2 separate regions of the Sus scrofa genome follow, and region 1 is linked to region 2. Evidence: chromatin contacts called from public Hi-C data. All regions are on one chromosome and are shown on one strand. The core of a region is the stretch at or near the end of the contact, and the rest is flanking DNA. Distances in the headings are between cores, read along the strand shown. Region 1 has its middle 38 kb from the start of FRRS1. Region 2 holds the start of RTCA (RNA 3'-terminal phosphate cyclase).

Region 1 (3,857 bases), core at 578-3,077, 420 kb before region 2:
ACAAAGTGTGACCTCTCAGCTTTAGGATGAACTGTGCCAATTGCATTTAAGCCTGTCTAAGCTTATCTGGAGAACGACCTAGGCAGACCCCACAGAGCTCTTTGTATGAGGAGCTGAGTTATCACTTCAGAGAGAACATAACTTGAAGGAATCAAGCACAACAAGCTGATTCCGTAACAGAGCTTCGGTGGGAGGAGGACAATTCTGAACACAGAGTGGTGTTTGTCAGTTATATTTGTTTCCAAGAGCCATCTCCAAGGACTTATCTCACAGTTCTGTGAAGAGGGGAGTAATGTAAGTAAAACCAAGGAACTGTGCATTTGTTATCTATTGCTGTATAAAAATAGCACATGTTCAGTGGCTAAAAACATACATCTATCATCTCACAAAATCGGGCACAGTTTAACCAGGTCCACTGCTTCAGAGTCTCTCCTGAGGCTTCAGTCAAGGTTGCTGGCATCTCATCTGAAAGCTCAACTGGAGAGGGATCTGCTCCCAAGTTCAAATGGTTGTTAGCAGGATTCAATGATCTATGTCCTGCTGGACTAGAGGCCTTACTGTCCTGCCTACTGACAGCCAGCAGCTGCCCTCAGTTCCTCTTCACTGGGCCTCCCGGACTTGGATGCTTGCTTCATGCACACAAGCCAAGAAGGCAGTCAGGGGACCTGCTGGAAATCACAGTAATGTAATTATGGAACTGACAGCCCATCACCTCTGCCATAGCCTGCTGGTTAGAAGCTAAACACAGTTTAGCTTCCTCACTTGAGGTAAAACAGTTACACAGGGCAAGAAGACCAGGAAACAGATATTTGGGGACCATTTCAGAGTCTCTCTGCCTCACACTGATTTATCAGAAACTCAAAGTCATGAGGTATCAGCAGCACGGCTTTCATATACTGCTTTGCCAGAGGCTATAGATGAGAAGGGTAGTTAATGATGGAACCTCACTGTGAGTCTGAGAGCACAGGAACTGAGAGGGGACTTAGGAGCCAACCTGAGGCTGAAGGGTACTAGAACAGCCCCTAAAATAAAAATTCTTCATATTCTGGCTTAGGACCAGCCTTAACAGGGAAATATTCAAGTCTGAATTCAATAAATGTAAATACCCACATGGTGGCAGTAGATGCCAGGAAATCCTAGGTATTGTGCATGTCTAAGGACCAGAAGAGCAAATTTATTTCCCCACATGGCAACCTGTTTTCCCTATGTCTGACGTTGCTTTTTCTGAAAGCCTCAAGAACCTTCAGGTCTTCTTCAAACAGATATGATAAGGGATGTCGCCTTTTTTTTATGTCTACTTTGTCACACTCTCCTCAAGTGCCACAACCTCCAGAGAGACTCTCAGAAATCTCCAGACTAGAAATGGGCACCGGGCTCCATATTCATGTTTGCCCCAAATGCCAGGGGGGTACAAGCCAAGCTCTCCTAATACTTCCATCATCATACTTTCATGACAGTTCCAGGCTAGATCTGCATGTTCTGTCACAGAACATCTGAGAAATAAAAGGCCGCTCTCCTGCTTCTTGCAGGATTAGTAATTTCCAATTAACTCTCTTAATTCTCTCCCAGAGAGACCTGACAGAGTCAACCCCTGGGGAAAACGGCTGGAGGGAGAAATAAAAAGAACCATGATTCTGGAGTGATGGTCAGTTTGAACAGACTCTTTCTACAAGAACAGCGTGAGGGAAGTGAGACTGCCTATCCTCAAGTCAGCTCTTGCTGGTGCTCCAGCTCCTAGGGAGCCCAAAAGAGGGGTTTATGCGGGGGCGGGGAGGGATTCTGAACTGAAGGCAGGCACCTCCAGTGCTGACATGTCAACACTGCAGCACCAAGGTGGACTAGATCAACCCCAGCCTCACCCTCGCTTGCTCCTAAGTACTGATAACCAGCACACAAGGACTTCTGGACAAATAAAAAGAGGGCCCTGAAGGAAATGGACCAGAACTTTTCCGCCAATAGAGACTGTGTTCTGTTCTAAGCCATTAATGGGAGTTATTTCCACCCCAAACTATAAAAATGTTAGCCTGAATTACTTTGTTTAAATATTAGGATTTGTAAAGGTTTTGCAACTGGAAATAAGTGGGCCAAAGCAGCGTTCACACGCTCGGGCCACTGCCATCTGTTTGATACAGCTGTCTGCTGAAATCTGCCAAAGGACAGTTAAAAATAGATAGCAGCGCCCTTAAAGGACTTGCATGATTGATTTATACAGCCTTCCATATTTATTCACCTAGATCAGTTGTCTCCAAATGTTTTTGCTTGTGTATCCTTAAAAGAAATTTAAAAAATAACACATCCTTCACAATTTTTTTAAGTTGACCATCTGATATTTTTTAATATGGTTAAAAGTTAAATTCTCCTTGGGTTAATATTACTTTATTATTAGAATGAGTCAGGATTTGGCTATTCCTATTTTTCATTTATATTTATAGCATTAAAAACTTTGTTTTTATACATACGTAGATGAGAATGAAAGTTTTGTTAGGAAAAGAGCATGAAAAAAAAAAATAAAATAAAAAGGATTTTTTTTTTTTTTTTTTTTTTTTTTTTTTTTTTTATAAATTAGTATGTCTATTTTTAAGAAAAAGGAATAATGAGAAAAACAAAGACAAAGAGGAAGAGAAATATAAGTATCAGGTCCTAGGATGGATTTGAGTTTCATTAGCCCAAAGTCTATAAAATATGAGGTGCAGACCTCTTTTTAAAAGCATACATTATAAACTTTTAAAATTAGGAGGGCAAATATTTACGTAATATGAAAACAAAAATCACAACAAATTATACATTTTAAAAGGATGATAAATTCCACAAATATCATACAACCGAGAAAAATATAACAAAATTAATACTCTATAATAATTTTTCTACATTTTGACTTGCTATTTTTAATCATTTCTTCAAATGACAATGCCATTTTGTATCATTTTCTATGAGAAAAACAGAAAGATAATCAAGACTTTTTCAACACAGTTGATACATTTTGTTACTGATAGTTCAGAAAAGCTTCTTTCTGTTTCATCGTTACTGGCGGTTATTGGTTAATTTCCTCCCAGTTTCTCTCTCAGGGGGTGCTCCTTGCCAGGGAAAGCCTTTAGGGGCTCCAGCCCATTGACTGGCCAGGCTACGGCTACAGTATTAGGACTGCAGCACTGCGGCCAGCTCTGCCAGGTCCTCCCTGCCCCCTCTCTCATCCACCTGAGTGAGTGTGTAGCTCTGATACGACTCCCTCAGGAGGAGCTCATTATTGAGTAATAGTGAGGGTATGAAAGAGATAAGGCAGTCAAACAACAAGTGTCATCAACTCCAACTGTCCCGTGCTACTGAATTGGGAACATCCCAACAAGGATCAAACCAACTCCTTCCAAAGGCCATGCCTCATCCTTGCCAGACATTCATCTAAGAGAGGAAAAGACAATGACCTGTGGAAGGTTTATGGTTATAAGAGCCTTCTCTAACACCAACAGTTTGTTGTCCTTCTGAAGAGTTTAGACCCCAGGGTGCTGTATCAGGAAACATTTGGGATGGATAAGAGGTATTTCTTTTCAAAAGTTGGGAAATGGTGACTATAAAAGAGAATTAGGGCAAGGGAAAAGGAGAGAGAGCATTTTAATGTACATTCTCCAGTTGTTGGATATGGTCTTCTCTGAGAGATGCTCTTCTCTGATTTCAGCCAATATCAATACAGTTACTTCCATTATTCAAATTTTGTGTCTTTACCAATATTTTGTTTCCTTAACCTACCATTAATTTTGAGATGTGCGTTGACATATTCCACTGTGATCGTAGACTTATCAATTTCTCCCTGTAGTTCTATCCACTTTTGCTTTATAAATAGTAAGTATGTTTTGTTAGGTGTA
Region 2 (3,455 bases), core at 260-2,759:
TTCTTGTTTTGATTTTAAAAAGTATCTTATGTTTTACTATTATTTACTGTCAGTAACAATAAAATCTGTTGTAGGGTCTTCCAGACGTCCTTAATCAGGTTAATGGAGTTTACATTTATTCCCAGTTTTTTTTTTCAAGTTTTATTTTATGGTCACACCCGAGGCCTATGGAAGTTCCTGGGCCAGGGATTGAATGGGAGCCGCACCTGCAGCAATGCTGGATCCTTTAACCCATCATGCCCCCAATCAAATCCGCACCTCCACAGTCACTTGAGCTGTTGCAGTTGGGTTCTTAACACATTGAGCCATATCAGGAAATCCTATTCCTAGTTTTGTTTGATATTTTTTTCATCATAGTAGATCTTGATTTTTTTCAAATGCTTTTTCTTCATCTATTAATGTGTTCTTAGGTTTTCGATACGTCATTCTAAAATTTTTTAAAAAATTTTTTTCTAGTATTAAAATGATATCCACAATGTATAATCTTTTATACACTTTGTTGGATTTGTTAATATTTTGATTGATCCTGGAGCATCTAAATTTATAAAGTTGGTCTATAATATTTACTTTCCATGTCATCTTTGTCTGGTTTTGATATAAGAGATTGGGTTAAGCACATGTGTTCCTAGAGCTTCCTCTGCTACAAAAGTTGTAGAACACTGGGATTGAGTCAATGGTGTTCACATCAGACCAAGTAGGTTCAGGTCCCAGTCTTCTAGTTAACAACTGTGTGGCCTTAGAGCAAGTTAAGATATGCAGCTGTAAATCAGAGTACTTGAGCAGGTTCTGAATGTAGCACGCAGCAGCTAAGCGCTCAATAAGTGTTGGCTGTTATTGCTATCTATGATTTATAATATCCTAATCGCTGCCCCCTTTACCTAATATGTACAGTACATCGTCAAGAAGAATGACGCCGTAAAAATAGTTTTTCCTACTTACTTCCAATAACTTCGGGCCAGCAACTACCTTACTCTTCTTTGATTATCTACAGGCTTGCATATTATTTGGTAATTAATGCAGGGACTGAGCCACAGGCAGAATCAAGAAGCTGGCTGTTGTTCCTGCCCTGGTCTGAGGTGAATCATGTTAGTTACTACAGCGGTGAAAGCCCAGAGTCCCAACCATGAGACCACCAGGGAAGTTCCGATGGGGACCTTTCTTACATCTTCAGCTCTAAGAATCTCCAGTTCTGGGTACCACAGGGTCCTGGAGAAAACCGAGGTAAACACAGATGTACAAGCCGGCGAGACAACTGGAGGATCCAACTAGAGGTGAAACAGGCTTTCTGTAATCTGTGGGGTTTGCGGCGCTTAGGGTACAAATCTTCCGGGGACTCATTTCTTACCTCGTCCCGGAGCTCCCCGGTGGCAGCCAGCGTTCCTCGGGGAAAGCTTCTAATTCGCGGGAATAGTCTGGGCGCCGCCCCTTTAAGCGCTGCGCCCCGCCGCGCGCACGCGCACGCGCAGTCTGCGGGCTGCCGGCTTCTCGGTGCGGTTCGCCTTCCCTGATCCGGGCGTTCCGGCAGCCGGCCAGTCTTCTCTCTTTCGGCGGCGTCCCGCGGCCTCGAGTCAAGACTGAGATTCCGGAGCTGCGGGGCCGGAGCCTGCTTCTCCCCTTCCTCCGGCTCGGGCCGAGGCTGCGTCGCAGTGGGCCAGGCCCCAGGGCGACTCCCATGGCGGGGCCGCGGGTGGAGGTGGACGGCGGCATCATGGAAGGGGTGAGTGCGGGGGCCGGAGGCCTGGCCGGTGGCGGCTGCCCCCGAGCTGCCCCTGGTCCCGTGTGATGTTCTCTCTCTTCTCTCCGCACCAGGGCGGGCAGATCCTGAGGGTGTCGACGGCCTTGAGCTGCCTGCTGGGCCTCCCCTTGCGGGTGCAGAAGATTCGAGCCGGCCGCAGCACGCCCGGCCTGAGGTAATTGGGAAGCCGGGTCGCGGGACTGGAGGATGAGGGCGGGCGCCGGGCTGGGGACTGAGGGGCTGGGGGGACAAGTCGTGGGGCTGGAGGGGTGAGGGGCTGGCAACGGGCTGGGCACTGAGGGAGAGAAGGATACTAGCGGTGGGACTGGACGGTGGGGGCGGGCGCCCACCTGTGGTTTGGGGGTGGGGTGGGGATGGGGAGCGCGCGGTGGGGCTGGGCATCCGGAGCCCGGCGGGGATGCCGGGAGATCCCGGTCCCAGGGTTGAGGACGCAGCGACCCGGGGAAGAGCGCTCCGGCCGTGCCCGGGGGTTATCTGTAGCTGGGCTTGTATGCTCTTGAAAGCCTCAAGGGGCAAGTTCACAAAATAAGCCCGTGTTTTCTCTATTGGGCCAGAGTTGTCTCTTTATCTTTTAAAACATTTCCCCATCTCCTCGGTCGTGCGTAGCAACCGGGAGACCTCGTAGCAGCGGGCAGGGTAAATCAGCGCAGAGCAGCCTCAAGGTCTAGACAGAGAAAACCTCACTTTTTAACCATTGTATTTTCTGCTATCGCACATTTTATTCTCAGAAGAGCAGGAAAGAACCCTGAGATGTGTCATTCCAGTTTTATTCAGACCTCTAGGAAGCTGTGGATGCCACCAGGATTATCCGTTGTGGCGAGGGAATATTTACGTTGACATTGACCTTGTTTCTTCTGTCTGGGGAGCTAGGCATGCCACTAGTTTAAGTGTCAGGTATAAGCGCCTGTTAGAAGAGGACCCAGGGTGATGCCAGACCAATTCTTTGTATTTTGTATATGTTTTGTTCTCATGGATTAAGTGTCTCTTAGTCTTTTATCCACTCTTCACTTTGAAATTATTAAAGGGCAGTTACTGATGTGTGTGAACATGAATTCCCTTTGTCACAGCAGTAGTTTTCAGCTATCCATTTCACTAATAGGTAAATTAATTCATTGAGGCTGTGTTAAGTACTTTATTAGTTTGCTGGGCTGACATAACAAAATCCCACAGACTAGGTGGCCTAACAACAGAAATTTGCTTTTTCTCCCAGTTCTGTAGGCTGGAAGTCCAAGATTAGGGTGCTGGTCAGGTTGGTTTCCTCTGAGGACTATAAGGGGAGATTCTATTTCAGGCCTCTCTCCTTGGCCTGGAGATGACTGACCTTTTGCTGCCTCTTTCCATGGTCAGCCCCCTGTGCATGTGCACCCTGGTTTCTCTCTGTTCTAATCTCTTTTTGCAAGGGCACAGGTGAGAATGGGTTAGGGCTCTCGCTAACTGCCCTTTTTAACTTGATCACCTCTTTAAAGGTCTTGTTTGCAAATATAGTTACTTCTGAGGTATTGGGGGTTAGGGCTTCAACACATGAATCTTGGGGAAACAAAATTCAGTCCATAACAGGTACCACCGATTATTCATTGAAGTGCAGATGAGACTGGTGGCACTTCAGTAGTTTTATTAGTTTTCCTCTTTTGCACACTTCTAATTTGCAGCAATATTTTTTTATTAGAGTATAGTTGATTTACAACATTGTGTCAATTTC

The links. Hi-C and Micro-C count contacts between places; a contact is called where the count stands out from the background.
Region 1: a Hi-C map of skeletal muscle shows a contact between it and region 2, with 5 times the contacts expected there. A contact is called at or near these places in 1 of 5 promoter capture datasets (fetal liver), 3 of 47 Hi-C or Micro-C datasets (embryonic fibroblasts, fibroblasts and skeletal muscle) and 1 of 2 datasets of targeted methods (skeletal muscle).

The regions. Positions count from the first base shown.
Region 1 is chr4:118,291,126-118,294,982 of Sscrofa11.1, reverse strand. It overlaps a transcript of FRRS1 not described here. Among named protein-coding and RNA genes, the nearest start is that of FRRS1, 38 kb to the left of the region's middle.
Region 2 is chr4:117,873,684-117,877,138 of Sscrofa11.1, reverse strand. It overlaps RTCA (RNA 3'-terminal phosphate cyclase), which reads left to right and starts at 1,509. Exons shown (of 11, transcript NM_001243470.1): 1 at 1,509-1,717; 2 at 1,810-1,910. The coding sequence starts at 1,673.